2 separate regions of the Mus musculus genome follow, and region 2 is linked to region 1. A link is a contact called in public Hi-C data. All regions are on one chromosome and are shown on one strand. Each heading gives the region's core, a stretch centred on a gene start, on an enhancer-like site or on the middle of the called end of the contact. The rest is flanking DNA. Distances are from core to core; before and after follow the strand shown. Region 1 overlaps Ror1 (receptor tyrosine kinase-like orphan receptor 1). Region 2 overlaps Ror1 (receptor tyrosine kinase-like orphan receptor 1).

Evidence for each region. A called contact is a pair of places that touch in the nucleus more often than the background predicts.
Region 2: a Hi-C map of cerebellar granule neurons shows a contact between it and region 1, with 2.7 times the contacts expected there. The contact joins two enhancer-like sites. A contact is called at or near these places in 5 of 484 Hi-C or Micro-C datasets (cerebellar granule neurons, cerebellum and liver) and 3 of 115 datasets of contacts at active chromatin or transcription factors (cardiomyocytes, hepatocytes and kidney).

The regions. Positions count from the first base shown.
Region 1 is chr4:100,216,550-100,221,025 of GRCm38.p6, reverse strand. The region is part of intron 1 of Ror1 (receptor tyrosine kinase-like orphan receptor 1); the gene reads right to left. Among named protein-coding and RNA genes, the nearest start is that of Gm12701, 99 kb to the right of the region's middle. Within about 2 kb of position 1,770, at least 39 of the 459 cell types and tissues checked have an H3K27ac peak or open chromatin away from gene starts, as enhancers often do. A contact at or near this core is called in cerebellar granule neurons and cerebellum, where this site is marked.
Region 2 is chr4:100,371,076-100,375,551 of GRCm38.p6, reverse strand. The region is part of intron 4 of Ror1 (receptor tyrosine kinase-like orphan receptor 1); the gene reads right to left. Among named protein-coding and RNA genes, the nearest start is that of Gm35760, 20 kb to the left of the region's middle. Within about 2 kb of position 2,576, at least 8 of the 459 cell types and tissues checked have an H3K27ac peak or open chromatin away from gene starts, as enhancers often do. A contact at or near this core is called in cerebellar granule neurons and cerebellum, where this site is marked.

The DNA of each region.
Region 1 (4,476 bases), core at 521-3,020:
TGTTCTACTTAAAAATTCTTGTGCTCAATGGCAGCCTTCTTTGTCAAACTATAGCTCAACGTAGAAGTCCCACTTCTCATGGCTAGCTGTGGGCTCTGCAAGTTCAGCACACGGAACAGCACGGAACAGGCTCTTATTCAATAATTGGGCAAATAGAGCCCTTGGGAGCAGTGAGCTAAATAAGACAGGCTGTCATCATATCCTATCGATCTAAACAAAGTCCTCCACACACTACTTCTTACGAGGCCAACACATGAACAGAGAGTCTCAAGGCTAAGTTGAAAAATAAGTATTAAAAGTCATCGCTCGTGGTGGTAGCTTGATGATAATGGCCCTCAACAGCTCACATATTTGATGGGTTTTTGTCCCCAGTTTGTAGACAGACCAGGAAGGATTAGGAAGTGTGGCCTTGTTGGAGAGACATGTCATTGAGGTGGGCTTTTAAAAGCCCACAGGAGGCCCAGTCTCGTAGTCTCCGTCTTGCGGATCAGGATCTTATCTCTTACCTATTGTTCCATTGCCATGCCTGCCTGCTTACCATGCTTCGTACCATGATCATGAACTAACCTTCCTAAAACTGTAAGCAAGTCCCTGATTAAATGCTTCCTTTTATATGCTGCCTTGGTTGTGGTGTCTCTTCAATCAATAAAATAGTAACTAAAATACTCGCTTATTCTTATTTTTACCTTAAAATAACTTATGGTCAGGGGAGCGTTCATTCAGTTATCTAATCCATGTTTACTTAGTGCCTCGTGGATATACTTTGCTAGGCAACAGAGAGGTACCCATGAGCAGAGTCATGGACTTGGTTTTTCAGTGCAGGGGAGACAAGCTATACACAGACAAACATGAAAATCGGGAACTGGTGAATGCAGAATAAAATTTTAAAAACACAAAAATGAAAATCTGAGCAAGAGTAAGAACAGAAAGATGAGTGGTTAAGGAGACAGGAAAGATCTGGAGAGGGTTGGGGGAAATAAAAATAGGGCAAAATTAGAAGGATATGTGGTGACTTCTCACAGAGAAGATGGGGACCTCTGGAAATGACAAGTTATTTCCAGCCTTGCAATGAACTGAGGAGAGCATTACAGGCAAAGGAGAAAGGTCCTTGGGTCTGTGGCTTCAGCAAATCAAGGAACAGAAAGAAGGTTGTCATAGCTGGTGTTCCATGACCCAGAGCACCAGAGGCATCTGTGAAGGTAGGGAAGTGGGCAGAGACCAATCAGACGTTCTATGGTAAGAGCTATAGATAGATGCTATGTGCAGTGGGAAACCACAGGAGAATGTGAGGGGGTAGGTGGGGTGAAGCATCTTGTTCTTACAGACGCCGCCACAGGAGACCAGCAGCAAACCAGTACAGTCATCCAGCCTTGAGGAAAGGCTGGCTTAGACAAAGCAGGCAGTACGTCTAAGTGAAATTTCAAGCACAGTGACAGAATTTGTTGATAAACCCTAAGTGACAGAGGGAAGGGAGGCATGAGGATGGCTTAGACTGAACTCTTTGATTGTAGATTTGTCAGCTTTGGGTTGACTACCCCTCAGCCCTGAGAGGGAGCACTGCCATGCCAGAATGTAGCTCATCCCAGCCAGCAGGGTTGTGCTCTTCACCTTTTCTATACGTCACAGTGAGACTTTGGGGAATCTCAACACTTGGTCTATAAATCAAATGTGCTCTGAGCAAAGTGGAATTGCTCTGGCATGCTGGGACTCCAAAGGGCAGGTGTCATATGTAATCTGTGTTATTCCGTCAGTTGCCCAGGGTTTTTTGAGCCCCGTGATCTCACACAGCCTGTGACATGATGAGATATGACAGGTCTTGGCTAAGGAAGCCTTACGCACAGCAGAGGAAGTTGGCAATCACTTTCATTATTGTTGTTATTAGTTTGAGTAGTTCTTTTCCTCTGCAGGCCACTGCTAATTTCTAAAGCCAGATGGTCATCATAGTCTGTGGGACTTCATGGGAGCAAATATAAATAGTGTGGCTTGAAGAACAGAACTGAAGTCCATCTGGTCCGTTTGGAGGTGATGGACCTATGCTAAGTATCCAACTTCCTCTCATCTGAAATGCAGGCAACAAAACCACAGACTCAGGGCTGTGAGGATTGCACAGATCCTCACAGAAAGTATGAGGGCTTCACATACTTTCAAGCACATGGAAACCACTCAACAAAAGCCCCTCTTTACCACTCCCACCAATACTAAGAACGAGAGCAAACTTGCTGTCTCCTGCTGCAGGTCTTCTCTGTTCCTAGGGGAAGCGAGCTGTAGAGTTCTTTATGAAAGTCAACACATTTAAAACCAAAGACTTCTGAAACAATTCTTTCACTTGCAAAGAGATGTGTGTAACCAAGAAACTCTTGGCTTCATCCTAAACTGGAATCTGGTCCTGGAATAACCTGTACACAATGAGCTGTTGGTGTCACAGACCTATAAGAGTTTAGCAAGCACAATTTGGGAGCTATGCCATTGAAAGGGATCCCCCCCCTTTCAAAAAGAAACTGATGCAAGTGAGCATCCCCAAGCTATAGGTGCCCCATTTCTTCCTAAGAGTGTTATAAAGATTATATAAAATATATTGCAGGAAGTAATAAATATTACCCCCCTCTCTAATTTCCCTTTTCAACAGACTCCTATAATAACAGCAATAGTTATTGTTATCGTTACTTAAGTGCTGCTGTTCAAATCCAGAGCCTCTCAAATGCTCTACCACTGAGCCTCAACCCCAGCTTGATCTCCCCTCAGTCTTAGTAGGTTCAGCACAAAGAGGGAAAAGACACGATAGCTTTCTAGCTATCAAACAGGGTCTAGGGAAATTTGGAGCTGAGCTGGCTTGTTCTAGAAAGATCTGCAGCTTAGCTTCCCTAGAAAGTCTTCACAATTCATGAATATAGAATAGTCTATGATCACACAACCTGCGACCCCTTGGACAAACATACAGTAGTAACTCACAAGGCTTCATCCCCCTCCCCTAGCAGCTTCCTTTGTAGCTTTTCTGTTTCCCCCAGAAGCCTTTGCGTGTCCCTCTCATCTGCCACCACTGGGATAGATAGAGTTCTCCCACTCTGGAGCAGACAGAACACAAGCTACCAGTTTTGTTTTGCTAGTGGGGAAACCCAGACACAGACTGCCTATGGCTTTCATAACGCACAGTCTCCAAATGCGCCCTGGCCTCTGGTCTACCACTTGTCTCTGCTATACCGCATAAATCACATTCTAAAGGAGACAGCTGGCACTGCTCCTTGAAGGAATGCTGGGAGTGCCACTGGGCTTCGATGAACCAGTCACTGGGTACGTAAGGTGGTGAGGGTGACTGTGAGGACCCTGCTAAGCTGAGGCCTGCTGCCTTTGTGGTGTGCAAGCTACCATCTCTTCTTGCAATTGTCCTTGGGTTGCCTTTGTCATTCATTGGTTCCCTTACACCTTGACACTCCAAGGGCTCACATGAGAATACAGCATCACCACCCCCAGAGAACATGTTAGAAATGCAGACTCTCGAGCTCTACCATAGCACAGCCAACCCAGATAAGGCATCACTGCATGATTCTCAGGAGAGCCTCTTGTGCATCCAAATTGAATATAGTACTGCTCTCATGAACACAAGGTGTGTTGAGTAGTCAATTCAGAATGTGAGATGCTGATAAAATATCCATACTGGCTGCTTGGTTATGATTACTGAATTGCTTCAGTCTTTGATTGTCTACTCAGGAATTCTGCCAGGACTGAGTCCTGGTGCCTGGCATACAGTAGTCTTCAATAAATATTTATAGGAGGAACTGAAGATAAATTATCTAATAAATTGGTACGTTCATAAAGTCTCCCCTTGTTCCTACTGTTTCTTTCCTCTGGAGAGTTAGCTGAATTTATACATGGAAAAAAATAGAGAATAGTGCCAGACAGATACCAAGCGCCGGGCCTGTACTAAGTGCCCTATTAACAGGGTGTGGAGGAGCTGAATTCATGCTGGTGCACTTTGACTTTAAGAGGTCATACATAGCCTGGGCCACCTTGGAACTCCGTGAGAAGGTCGGCTAGTTGAAGGGAAGGAAGAAGACTACACTCCGAAGCATATACTAACGCATAGAGAAATTATTCCAGAGGATTCCAGGGAAATGATTAAGTGTCCAGGAGAGGTGGGTTGACAGGTCACTGGCTGTGGTATGTAAACTATGTTTGGCATAGTAGCAAGAAGCAAAGTACTTCCTCCTATCTGTGTCTGCCTCTTGTCTTACTTTTGATATGATGATAAGGGAGACAGGCTAATGAATCATGGTGGTGGACAAGGGCCTGACAGACAAGCTTGATCAGTCCACAAAGACAGACACTTTAGGTTCAAAGAGAGCCTTAGATCTTAATGAGCTTCTCTTGCTAACCACCTCTCCTTGCCTTTGCCTTGCTCGTTCCCATCAAAGCCAGCTTCCTCCTTGACTTCACCCTGACAAGCAGGAAGCTTTCCATTGCTCTGTCATAGGATGCAGG
Region 2 (4,476 bases), core at 1,327-3,826, 150 kb before region 1:
ATGCTCCAATGATGATCCTCATTTTCTTGTGACAATGGTGAGAGCAGCCTGTGCTCACTGCACACTTAGTAGACATGTGGGCCAGGCGCTGTGCCATCCAGCAAAGCCAGGCTATGAAAGCCCAGGAGGAATCTAACCCACCAACCGGTGGGCTGTGGTAAGACTCAGTGCCCATTCTGTGCCTGCTTGCAGTAGTGATCTTGTCCCGCTTCGTGGGGATGTGTATGACTGCATGCACTGTGGGCAGAGTCTAGCTCAGGAACAATAAGTAGGATGTACATTTCCACAGGCAAGACTGCAGTTTTCCCCCTCAGCCAGCTTACTGTATTATCTCCTACTTATGGCATCTCAGTGGAAGTACAAGCCCTGGTTCGCTTTACCCGGCTGTGGCACTGGGGTTACAATGATGATTACTGCAAGAAGTGCCTAACACACAAAAAACATGCTCTATGGACTGTAAACCGAGCCTCCATGTCATTTCTGAGAATGTGTCCTCAACTTATTTTGCCACAGAAATACTGTTTCTTACCTTTTGCTGGAGAAACAATTACTTTGAGGAAACTATTTCAGGTTTATAGTCTTGAGGTAAAATAAGGGTGGTTTTGCATCAATATTCCCCTGCCCCACAGAAGGCCAAGACATAGCAACATAAAGACTGCAGGAGATTCAGAGCAGAGAGGCCCTCTGCTTATATTATGGGATGATCTAGAACAGTAGTTCCCAGCATGTAGGCTGCAACCCCTTTGGAAAACTTCTGTCTCCAAAAATATTTACAACATGGCTCATAACAGTAGCAAAATTATAGTTAGGAAGTAGCAGCAAAAATAACTATTTTATGGTTGGTGGTCACCACAACCTGAGGAACTTTATTAAAAGATCGTGGAGTTGGGAAGGTTGAGAAGCACTGCTCTAGAGGAATCCAAATCGACTACTCTAATAACCATGGAGGTATATGATCACTGTGTGGAAACCTAGACAAATTATCAGGGCATTATAAAAAGAAGCGGCCTTCACCTAGAAAAATGCCTTTGCTTCTTGGTCACACTTTTAAAAACTAGCCTGGAATTTTTTCCCCGTCCCCTTTATACTTGAGATCCATACCCTTGAGAATCAAAACAGGTATGGGTGGTGGTGGTGGTGGTGGTGGTGGCGGTGGTGGTGGTGGTGGTGGTGGAACAGACCCAACTAAAAGTGTCTTAGTGACCAGACTCTGACCAGACTCTGGGGAAGGTCAGGACCACCCCTTTCTACTTAGCCCTGAAAAAACAGAAGTTTAGACTCCTTGAGTTACATAAATAGAATCTCAAATCCCCTCTTCAGTTTCAAGAGGATTAGGGGACAAGCAAGCAGAGAGCCTGTCTGATGGCAGAGGCATTGGATGCTGATGATCAGGACTGTGTCGTTCCCCGCCCAGCATGCTCACACAGCCCGGGATTCAAGGGCTTGAACTGTATTTTATCATTGCTCTGGAGTGCCCCATCCTACTCCACCCTACACTTCTTCAGAATCAATCTTAAAGGTCCGAGGCATCCTAGAGTGGGAAAGAGGAGAGTGTGAGGCAGCCTGAGGGGTGAGTGTAGGGGAGAGTAAGGCAGAGCAATTGTGACAACTGAAGGAGAACTGGAGGGCTTGGCAAACACTGGGTCACAGAGTAGCAATTAGTATCCACCACCTGCCAATTTTCCTATCTTGAATGCTTTAACCTTTGAAACAAAAACCACTTGAATTCTCACATTGCCCATATAGCTCAGCCACAAGAGGGTCTGGGTTTAGAATAAAGTTTTCCACTGAACGAGGACACAGACAGGGGTCTGAGAACCTGACCACTATTCCTGGCTCTTCCTTTACCAGCTCTGGGAATGTAGGTAATTGGCTTCATCTCACATTTTATCCCCAACCCCTCTGAAAAAGATTATCTCTACACCTCGAAAAACAAAAACAAACAAACAAACTTCATGCTAAGTCAAGCAACGTCTTGAGGCTGAACGAAGAAAGTTTAAGCAAACATACTTTAAAAACACTTAAATGCAACTCTGTAGCAAACAGGAAATACTCCTAAAGATGTGCACAGTATAATGCCTAGAGCCTCTGACTAGACTACAGTAGATGGCAAGGGGAATTTATGGTTGCCCATGGGATGAGGCTTGGCCATCTGTGATCATGGATTATGTGGGTAGTTCTAATTTAATCATGAGCACCCTTTAAGAAGTGGAGAGGGAGAGGCAAAATGTCAATACATGGACTGAAGTTGGAAGAGAATCGCCAGCCAAGGAATGCAGTGGGAAAGGCACAGAAATGGATTCTCTTTGTTCTGGAGCCTCTTGAAGGGTTCTTGCATTTACTTCAGTGACGCTCATCTTGACGTCCTTCTCACGTTGAGGTAGGAAATCTGTTTTAGACATTCAGTTTGTGGTAATTTAGCAGCTAGGAAGCCAATTTAGCTAACGGAGGCAACCGGCATTCTATTCAAACGCTGGTGTTGTTGCCAGCAGTGGTCACATCACCATCACAGGTCCCCATTATCACCACGGCTCTTTTCAAATACAGCCTGGGGAGATCCCTAGCCATATGTAATTTTGCCAGAATTCTCAGAAAGCAAACCAGATGGCCAACTCTCGGACGGTCTGGAGGGATTTTATCGTTCAGAGTGCTATCATCAGATGGTTTTTCTGCAGACACTGACTGCGCTGTTCTCTTTGTTTATTTATCTTACAAACCCTTTGTTCCTTGTACAAAACTGCACTTCAGAGTTAACTGCTATCTAGCATAAGAAGCTTATTTAAAATATCTTTGTTAACACAGCTAACATATATAGAGCCTAATCCTGGCTTATCCAGTTATAACTTGCGTGAATTAGATAGCCTACCACTTTACTTGGTCTTGGTCTTGGCAGAATATTTTGTACTGAACTAGATGCTGCCTGTTTGATTTTGTTCAAGTCTTAAGAATGTTAAATTCAATTTCCTATTTGATATACATTCTGTGACTCAGAAGAAACAAGTTTTGTGCCTATTTACTAATAAGTTAGGCATTTGGACATAAGCTTTTACAGTTTAAGAATAATATAGATATATAAATGATAAATATATATCATTAAGTGCAAATGGTAGCACTTAATGAACTTTCACTAAGTGATTATATCCATGTGACCTCATTAAAGAATATCGAGCCCCCAAAGTATCAATAGTTCTTCTACTGGTTTCCTTCAAAAGGTAACCATTATTTGAAGTTCTGTGGTTTTATGTTAATCTTTTACAGTATTGAGGATTTCTTTTTTAACATCTTAATTACTCAGCTATGTAATTTATATTCCTTGTATTTGGCTTCTCTTCACATAATAGTTGAAGGATTTATTTTCAATGGCTTTTTGTAGTTGGAATTCAGAATTTTTTATTGCACATTACATGAATGCTTAATATCCTAATTTATATATTATACTATTATTGGTATATATTTTATATTGTCTCATTGAATTTGGTATCCCTAGCTAATTTGTTGTGAATATGCATAGTTCATATTTTCTGTTCAGGAGAGAGAAAGTCAACAGGCCCACCACAGATCTCTGAATACTACATCTTTAGTGCATGCAAGGGGATTTTAGAACCATGTTTTTGTGTAAGCAAAGAAGGCTGAAAGGGCTGGTTTGGAGGCCTGTCACAATACCAGGCCTGTATGGTGCATATGTAAAAGAGGCAAGTAATTATGGAAAGGTGTCCAGAACCCACATGTGTGACCTTCAGAAACTGGATTTGGAAATATAGCCAGTAGGACAGAAACCCAAAACCCCAGGAAAGAGAAAGCTGCAGCATACTACAAAGCTGTAGAATTTGATAGAATTCTCCCTATCTCTTCTCTTCTTTGATCTGTTTTATAAACAGAAACATCAGGGATGGAAGGGGGATAGATTTGATGCTTGAGAAATTACAGAGCATTTTAAAAACAATGCCTATTGAGATGCTGACTCTGGGATGGATGTTTCTTGCTCTAAACCACAAGGCCCTAAAGACAGCCCTTAAGGGACGTGAGCTGCCTCCAGAGCCGGTAGCAGCCTGGATTCTCTCAGCCCATTAAGTCATCTGTCTTAGGGCAGCAGGAAAAACAAAAACAAACAAGCAAATGAACAAACAGTCAGATGTAGAGCCACAGTTGACAACAGACTCATTCAACATGTCCAGGAGACAGCCAAGTACGTGCTCTCACAAGGATGGTTAGTGCAGCCTAGGAAATGGCCTGACATCACAGAGTCTCTAAGTGGACCTGTGCTTTGCACAGATAATGGTTTCTGGCTGCCCAGTGTGGCAGGGCAGTTCTGAGTTCAGAGCTACCCTAAGCAGCCACTCTTACTAAGACACCTGCCTAGTGGAGAAGCTGTGAAAATCTGCATCTCTTTCATGAGCTCCAGCAGAGAGGGAAGAGCCTTGGGAGAATGTCTTCACCAGGAAACAGGCCTGGTCTGTGTGCTTTGTCTGGTATTGA